Regions from separate parts of the Mus musculus genome. Here region 1 is linked to region 2. Evidence: chromatin contacts called from public promoter capture Hi-C data. All regions are on one chromosome and are shown on one strand. The core of a region is the stretch at or near the end of the contact, and the rest is flanking DNA. Distances in the headings are between cores, read along the strand shown.

Evidence for each region. Promoter capture Hi-C pulls out the DNA fragments that hold promoters and counts their contacts.
Region 1: a promoter capture Hi-C map of hematopoietic stem and progenitor cells shows a contact between it and region 2, with 2.4 times the contacts expected there. A contact is called at or near these places in 11 of 39 promoter capture datasets (the C10 cell line, the HPC-7 cell line, HPC-7-derived erythroid cells and 7 more), 1 of 484 Hi-C or Micro-C datasets (bone marrow-derived macrophages), 6 of 130 datasets of targeted methods (the 230-238 cell line, astrocytes, craniofacial prominence and 3 more) and 4 of 9 other capture datasets (adipose tissue, liver, macrophages and 1 more).

What each region holds. Positions count from the first base shown.
Region 1 is chr19:10,170,155-10,174,943 of GRCm38.p6, reverse strand. It overlaps the pseudogene Gm50359. Among named protein-coding and RNA genes, the nearest start is that of Fads1, 10 kb to the left of the region's middle.
Region 2 is chr19:9,998,967-10,003,282 of GRCm38.p6, reverse strand. Best1 (bestrophin 1) reads left to right here and starts at 1,650. Exons shown (of 12, transcript NM_011913.2): 1 at 1,650-1,825. It also overlaps a transcript of Rab3il1 not described here.

The sequences.
Region 1 (4,789 bases), core at 479-2,978, 170 kb before region 2:
TTAGATTCCCAACTTGGACCTTCCAAGAAGAACACTACTGCCTAACAGCAATGGGTGACAATAGCAGGGTGTGCCTTACTTTGATAACTAGGTAACTTCATTAAGACTATCCTCCATTTGTAAGCACTGCTGATTCCCGCTGTATTTAAGATGCTGGTGAAGAGCTCATGTCCTGTGTTAGATATGAAGATGTTTACGTCCTAGTTCTTGTTGTATATCACTCCTAAAATAGTATTTTAATCAAAAATAACCCTTTAAGGAGTTTTATTATGACCAAAGTTTCTATTTTTCCAAAAATTAAATACAAATAAATTGTCCATAAGTTTGCACCTAATAGATAAATTCAAATAAGTGGCAAATGTAACTCCAGGTGCCCTTTAAGAAAAAAAAAAAAAGTTAATACCGTGAGAGCGAGCCTTCAACATCTTGACAGTCCATTCTGGAATGCTGTAGAGAAGGCTATTCATTTTGATTTGGTTTCTTTCCCAGAGCTATGGAGGTGGGCTCGCATCACACCTGTAGCCATGATATTTAGCAGTGTGCAGACTGAGCTAGGCTGTGGTCTCTAAGCCATGTGAGCAGCAGCCGTGCAGCCTCACCAAGGCATCAGTCTGCACAGAGAGTTCCGGAAGGCTCTGTACTGCTTGTCCTCATCCTCTGCATTATGCTTGAGGTGAGCCGTCAGTCACTCCTAGAGGATAGCTAACCAGAGATGCCTGTTGCTCTTAGAATGTAGCCATTGCTGTCTGAGACAATTTCGCTGTTTATAAGAGACTTTCATCAAGGCTTGGTTCAAAGACAGGAGTTCAGGCAAGTGAAATTGAGGAAGTGGTGAAGGGCAAGCTGCTTGCCTGTGGCAGTGCCACTAGAATGCCCTGAAGTCTGTGTTTGTGAGCATAGCAGCATTACTCAAAATGTCATAGAATCTAGTTCTAGTTTTCTTTTTATCTGTTCCCCTAACATTACTGAAACAATACAGATGTTGAAGATATGCCTTGCCGATATGATATCAGCCTAGGGCCTCTGTCCTGGTCTGACCTCACAACTTTGATGCTATCTCCTCATATTCTGTCCCATGTCACTCATTGGCTCCTGTATTAACATAGTAATACCTTGCTTCTCTGTGCATTTAGCTGGGAATGTTCCCGGTATGGTGACCGGAATAAAGTTGTTTATTAATATGAAAAAAATAAAATAAAATTCATAAAAACGTTCCTAGATCCTCAGTTCCTCTTGAGTATTCCATGAGCAGAAGCCATTGCTGGGGAGAGGAGAGTCTTGGCAAGTGGTGTGGAAAGTGGAAGTGACTGCGGCTTTGCTGAGTCATCGCTCACTCTATAGTGGGTTTTTTTGTGTGGTGAAATTTTTTAAAAACAATATTTAATATTTACGTAAGTTTTATCATCATGTGTATGTCTGTGCACCACTTGTGTGTCTGGTGCCCCCAGAGACCAGAAGAAGGACTGGATTCCTTGGGACTGGAGCTACAGGTGGTTGTCAACTGCCAGGTAGATTTGGGGAATTGAACCCATGTCCTCTGAAAGAGCAGCCAGTGCTCTTAACTGCCAAGCCACCTCTCTAGCCTCTTGGGGTGGGCTGATCGGTAGTAGAGCTACCTGAATTGTCCATGTGCCTGTAAGTCACCCCTCACCCACTCACCCATGCTCCTTTAAGTAACTCCAGGAAACTGGCTGGCTTGCTAAGCCAGAGGTGGGTGTGATTGTTTGTTTGGTCACTGGTGCCTTATCTGGGGTGAGCAGACACTTGTGGGTCCCCAGGAAAAGTATTTGTTGGTAGCAAGTACTTACACGTCAAATACAGGTCTCAGCATTTTGCACATTTTTGTTCATTTCCTTCCTGTTGCAGAGGGAAAAACTAACCCAACCTCACTTACAGAGGAAGAAGTTGGGCTGGAGTAAGGTTAAATGTTGTGTCGCAGGGCTAAGGTAGCCGGGTACGGATTTGTACCTGAAGAACTCCTCAGCTCTGCCACCTTTTCTGATTTTGGGGTACTCTAATGGTGCCCTAAGAATGTCTAGTGTCATTTTAAAAAGTTATTTTATAGAATGTGCACAAGTGTTTGACTGCACATATGTCTGTGCAGAGTAAGTGTGCCTGTTCCCAGAGGAGATGGGAAGAGGGTGTCAGATCCCTTGGAACTGGAGTTAGAGATGTTATGAGCCACCATTTGGGCGTTGAGAGTTCCATACAAGAGCAACAAGTGCTCCTAACCATGGAACAATCTCTCCATCCCCCAGTGTCTATAGTTAAAATAACACCTGTGTTTACATACTATTCAGACAATTAACCCTAAGGAATTATTATTCCTCTTTGTTGTTGTTGTTGTTGTTAGTGTTTTTTTTTTTTTTCTTTTTTTTTTTTTTTCTTTTTTTTTGGTTTTTCGAGACAGGGTTTCTCTGTGTAGCCCTGGCTGTCCTCCTGGCACTCACTTTGTAGACCAGGCTGGCCTCGAACTCAGAAATCCGCCTGCCTCTGCCTCCTGAGTGCTGGGATTAAAGGCGTGCGCCACCACGCCCGGCTTTTGTTTTTTTTCAAGACAGGGTTTCTCTTTGTAGCCCTGACTGGTCTGGAACTCACTCTGTAGATCAGGCTGCCCTCTGTCTCACAGAGCTCCACTTGCTTCTGCCTCCGGAGTGCTGAGATTAAAGATGTGTGCCACCATTGCCTGCCTTCCCTCAGGAATCTTATCCTGGGAGAAGGAAAAGGCTGAAGCCTGGTGCCATCCAGGGGGAAGCTTATCTCCAGAAACAGATTTCACATGGTTCTGCAGAGAGACCAGAGTCTAGACAGTAGTGGTGGGCAAGGCCTCACCTGGACCAGGATGGCTGAGTTGTCATACATTTTACTTCTGCTTAAACCTGAACAACATGTCCCCAAGATGGATTTGGCAGTGTGGAGGGATGAGCAGGTGGTGAGTGGGAGGGTTCTGCACTTCTTTGTTCCTCTTCCCAGTGTGGCCACAATGAGTCAATTTCCCTTGTCTGATTTTCACTATTAATAGTATATTTAATAAACCTGTTGAAGAAGGGTAGTTGGCCTGGTTTGTTAGTGCTGCCAGGACCCAGGCTCTGACTTGGACGACTTTAAGAACTCTCACAACAATTCCAAGGGAAAGAAACAGGACTCAATCAAGTATCATATGTAAACTTCAGACCTTGGCACCTATGAGAGGCGACACAAAACAGGCTAAGGAGAAGCTTGGCATTCTCTGCAGACGAGCGTATCTCCAATCTATTGATGAGAGAATCGACCCAGAACAAGGAGGGGACTTTCTACCTTCCGTTGGGCAAATTCAGTGTTCCAACTTCCTGTAAAGATACCATGAATGGGCTTAAGAACGACAGTCAGTCCCTGCGGCTGCCCCTCTGAAATGGCAGTACATCTTTCTACAAACCTTTGAGCAACAATTTGGCAACTGAAACAGAGCTGTAAACTGGTCTGTGATCCTTTGAGGGAGTAATTGCACTCCTGGGAAAGTAGGGGGTGGAGAGGCTACACAAAGGTGAAAAAATTAGTATGCTTAGCAGCAGAAGTTGGAAACAGCCCCAAGTTCTGACCATAAGAAAATTCCTCCACTCTCTAGAACAGGCCAGCATGGTGAGAATGAAGGAACACGTTTAAATGGCCAGGCTGAGAGCTATATTGACATGTAGAAATAGAATAGAAATCAAAGGAGTCTGGACTTCTGGGTTACAATGACATAAGAAGACATAGTCCTTGATTAAATGTTCATGAGTTCTTATTGTTGTTTTCCATGCTAGAGATTGATTGACCCCCATGCACTGTGCGTGCTCGGCAAGTGTTCTTCTACTGAGCTATATCCTCAGCCGTGATTAACCTTTTTGGGAAAAAAAAAATAGTTTGACAGACTTATTTAAAACTTTACAAATGTCCTCAGTGGTTCTGTGCCTAAAATTATTGTAAAGTTTTCATATATGAATATATTATACACTGGGCAACTTTCTCACAGCTCTCCCTCCTCCCTTAACATACCCCCCCTTCCCCAGTTAGATTCCTTTCTTTCCCTAGACACTTTCACTTTTACTTTGTTTGGCCTTGGGAGGGTGATATCAGAGCTTTCCACTTTCCTCTTTGAGGCAGGGTCTCTCACTGAGCTTGTCAATTTAGTTAGACTGGCAGGCCAGGAAGCCTCAGGGAGCCTCCTGTCTCCACCTTTCCAGCACTGGAATTACGGAGGGTAAACCACTGTGACCAGGCTTTTTAAGTGGTGCCAGAGATCAAATTCCAGTCCCCAAGCTTCCATGGCAACCACATCACTATGGAACCACCTCCCTAGCCCTTGATTCTACTTTCCTGTTTCACATATGCCATAGATGATTTTATGCAACTATGTCAAATCTAGGAGCCACCAGCAGGAAAAGGCATGTTGTTTGTCTTTCTGAGATTGGTTAATCTACTTAATAGGATTATCTCCAATTAAATCTATTTTCCTAAAAATAACATATCATTGTCTTTTTTCTTTTTTCTTTTTTTAAGATTTATTTATTTATTATATGTAAGTATACTGTAGCTGTCTTCAGATACTCCAGAAGAGGACACCAGATCTCATTACAGATGGTTGTGAGCCACCATGTGGTTGCTGGGATTTGAACTCAGGACCTTTGGAAGAGCAGTCAGTGCTCTTACCTACTGAGACATCTTGCCATTCCCATCATTGTCCTTTATGGCTGAAAAACAATTCCATTTTGTGTGTACATACTATGTTTTCTTTATCCATTCCTCTGACAGACACCATGTTGGATGCATA
Region 2 (4,316 bases), core at 401-2,900:
CTCAGTTGGTAGAGTGCTTGCCTGGCATGCAAGAAACCTTGGTTCAATCCCCAGCACTGCATAAGTTGGGCCTGCAATCTTAACACTTAGGAAACGGGCAAAGGATAATTAGGGGTTCAAGGTCATCTTCAGATACACATCAGGTTCAAGGCCTGTGTCAACAGCAAACAAACAAAAGAACGCAGTGCTTTTGAAATGAAAACAGTAATGGACTTTTCTCTCTCTCACCATCGCCCGAAGCCAACCTCTCAACCCAGGTTGTACACCTGACTCAGATGTAGATAACAGTGCTTGCGGTCAAGGCTTAGTTTGATTCGTGAGACCCACAAGCTGGAAGGAGAGAACCAACTCCTGAAAGTTGTCCTCTGACCTCCGAATGTGTACTGTGGTATTCAAGCACACACACACACACACACACACACACACACACACACACCAATAAGTAAACAAAACTAAAAAAAAAAAAATGAAATGCAGATTATGACTGAGGAGGTCTGGGGTGGAAGCCTCAGATCCTTGCATCTCTAACAATCTGTTGTATAGTGTGTGTGTGTGTGTGCTCAGGGGCCTCAGTGTGTGTGTGTGTGTGTTGTATAGTGTGTGTGCGTGCTAAGGGGCCTCAGTGTAAGAGTCCATGTTCTAAGAGGAAATAGACAGGCAAAGCAATTCACTGAGGCTGAGGAGCCCACAGAGAAAAAGGCTTTTGCTGCTTGATATCCCCCAAGGAACTTGGACTATGTAGTAGGTCTTTGTATCAAGAATTCAGTCAACTGTGGCTCACCAGTTAAGAGCAATGGCTCTTCTTCCGGAGGACCTGACTTTGATCTCCAGCACCCACATGTTGACTCACAACCATCTGAAACTCAAGTCTCAAGGGATACTGTGCCCTCTTCTGGCTGCATCAGGTACCAGGCATGCATATGTTATACAGATAAACACCTATACACATAAGACCAAAAACTAAATACATACATACATACATACATACATACATACATACAAACAAATAAATTCACTGAACAGATGGGGATTTGGTGAGAGGTAAGGGTAGGGTCAGGTCCTCACCTGGCTGGTAGCTGCAGGGTGGAGTCCATGAAGCACCACACGACTAGAGATCCTAGCTTTCCCCCAGGTTGTGCTGAGTTCTCACCATGTGTCTCTTTCTGGGTTGGTTCTGGTCTATTCTGTATTATTTCATTGCTATCTGTGGGATATGGCTTGGTGGTGCTGGGACTTGTCTCCCAGCCTTTCCCTGTCTCACCTTATCCCTGTTGCCCCTCTGAAAAGGTCAGAGGTTATTATGCCAGTCTCCCAGAGCTTTAGCAATGAGAGCTGCTTCGTGTCAGGAAAGAGGTATTGACTGTCTTCCTTCCTGTCCCTGGAGTGGCACTATATGTCCTCTGCCTCCCTGTCCAGCTGTGTTAATCCACCTCTTGGTTTCTTCCCTGTTTATTCTGTGATTGGCCCAGAGGAGGAGAGTGGGCTAGCAGGCACCCTATGCAGAACCTGGAGACAGCAGCCAGGTCTGCCAGGCCCAGCCCAGGGCCTACTGCTTACTGCCCTCTGCCAAGTCTGGTCCTCTTCTACCTGCCTGGCAAAGGTCAGGCCCTCTGTGATGCTCTTGTTGCCATGGCGATCTTAGATGAGGAGGCTGTAATGTTCTGGGTCCAGAACCTTCACCCATCAGCCCTATGTGCTCTGCTTGCTCCCTGACATGACTCTCTACCAGAGGGCTAGAGAGCATGGGCTCTGCTACCATCAAAGTCTTCTCTGCACACCCTTCATTCCTCAGACCTCCCTTCAAACCCTACAGAAACCCTAACAGGTAAGCCTCAGGCCCCAGGTAACCCTCCTCCAGGGCAGAGGTCATGGTTCGTGGTAGAAAGGGCCCAGGACCCAAACTTAGAAGACTTTAGGTCCCGGGTCCTAGTCCTGGTTCATTGGTAGTGATGTGGCCTTGGCCAAAAGGTCTGCCTTGAGCACCAGTGTCACCTGAGTGTTTTACACTCAACAGTCCCTCGGCAATGCCTCAGTGACTTGCCGTGGGCTGTTCTTATGTGCTTACATCTTCTCGGCTCAGTGAGCTTCTACTCCTGCTTCAAACACCAACTCCAGAGCTCCCACTCTGTAGGCTTCCCTGGCCTCTCAGACACTCTCACTCCCATTCTCTGCTGGAGGTTTTAAATATTTTTTTTTAGAGTCTCTCAACTCTTGTCTTCTTAGAGGCAGGAGTTAGAACAGATTCTACCCTGGTATCAGAGATGTTTTGTTGAATAACTTCTTGTGGGATGGAAAGGGAGAGTGGTCTTGGCTGCGCTGGGCACTCTCCTTGTAGGAGGTTATTCTGGGGTCCTGTATCCAGGTATGTCTTGGGCTTTACTGTATACCTGAGGCCTGTCTGGTTGACTGGAGACACATTTGTGTTTGAGGCCCGTGGGACACCATGTCTTATGTTTGAATGTGCTTAGAGTTGTGTGGGTCTAGGAGCAGATTGTTCACAGTGTCTCTGGAGACATCTTGAGACTGGAAGAAGCAGAGAGCAGCACTAGCAAGTGAAGAACTGGTTAACGGTGAAGAACTGGGCTTCACAGAAAACCAAAGAAGTTCTCCAGCACTTCCCAGCTCTTCTAAAATACTATGTAGCTACTGGTAATGGTCAAGGAGATAACGGCGACTTCCAAAGACAACTTTGATGATCACTGACACCTGAACAACTGGACTAGGCTTCCCTGGCAAGAACTAAGTCAATGGTGACCTCTAGTGACCAACATAAGGGATGCAGGAGTCCATTAAGGCAGTGTTTAAGGCAGTGTTTACAGGTGTTTTGTTTTGAACTACTCTGCTAGAAACATATTCAACTTTAATTAAATATATATTTATTGGACTGGGATTTATCTCAGTGGGAGGAGTTCTTGCCTGGTGTGCATGAAACCCTGCACTGGATCCCCAGCACTTATCTGTTGGATATGGTGGCTCACATCTGTAATCTCAGCTCTCAGGAAGTACAGAGAGAAGTGTTAGAATTTCATGGTCCTGGGCTACATAGAAAGTTCAAAGCTATCCTGAGCTACATGAGAACACACCTCAATGTAGACTCTGTGTGTGTGTGTGTGTGTGTGTGTGTGTGTGTGTGTGTGAGAGAGAGAGAGAGAGAGAGAGAGAGAGAGAGAGAGAGAGAACACCTATTAGATAGCAAGCTCTCTTGTGAAGGTCAGTATGTATTGAAGAAAAGAGGAGAAACAGGTAGGAGCCCACAGAGATTCTCGGTCCAGCTGTACATTACAATGGAAAACCCGCACCTGGGCAAGTTGGGTCTGCCCCTGCCCAGTGGGGCGCAGGCAGCACTGGGTCTGCCCCTGCCCAGTGGGGCGCAGGCAGCACTGGGTCTGCCCCTGCCCAGTGGGGCGCAGGCAGCATTGGGTTTGACTTTGCAGATCCTCCCCAGGCCTGCCGTGTCTATCACTCTCACTCTCATCTTGCAGTAAGTGAGCCAGCACTTATTCTCACCCTCTTTTCAGATGAAAAGACATTCACAACTGTCCTGTCCCTTCTCTGTCCAATTAAGGACAGGGACAGAGTGGCAGGGAGGGGTGGGTACTTTTCATCCTCCAAGATTGCCCCCAATCTCAGCAGACTCTCAGGATAACACCAGCTTTATTGTTCACTATGATTAGAAACGTAGTCAAGGTCATGGTGAAACAATCCCCCCTCCCTTCTGAACAGAGTTAAACAGGCAAAAACCTGTGTGTCAGAATCACCTGCAAGCTCAGTTTCCTTAGGGAGTGTCTGAAGGGGTGTGGGAGCGGGAGAGGAAGTAGAGAGTAGGAGGGTGGATTCACTTTAAGGCTCAGGATCATAATGTAAATTGGGACTCCCAGAAGCGTGGTTCCCAAGACCACCCAAACCACAGACGCCTACAGCACTTGATAAAAACGCAACGTTTCCAAGGACACAGCATCAGGCTCCTAAGGTCTGGAGAAGCTGCGTATTTGGTAACTGTCTTGGCAACTGTCTCAGTCAGTGAAGACTTGCTGTCCATGCTCTTCATGTACAGTGGCTTGTTGGCAAACTCTCATCTTAGCCTGGTGCTCAGAAGAACCTACAGAAAGGACTGGCACACTAAGGTTGCCTGAGCTGCTGAGATGCCACCCAGCTCCCTCTGGATGCTTGGGCATGTGTCTTTGTTTTTCTCAGGCTGTCTGGGATTAGGCCGTTTAAATAGCATCAAGCCCCGTTGCCTTCCTGCTCCCCTTTTCTTTTTCTGACTTTGAAGTACCTACTAGTAGGCCCTGCCAACTAAACAAGCCACCACAACC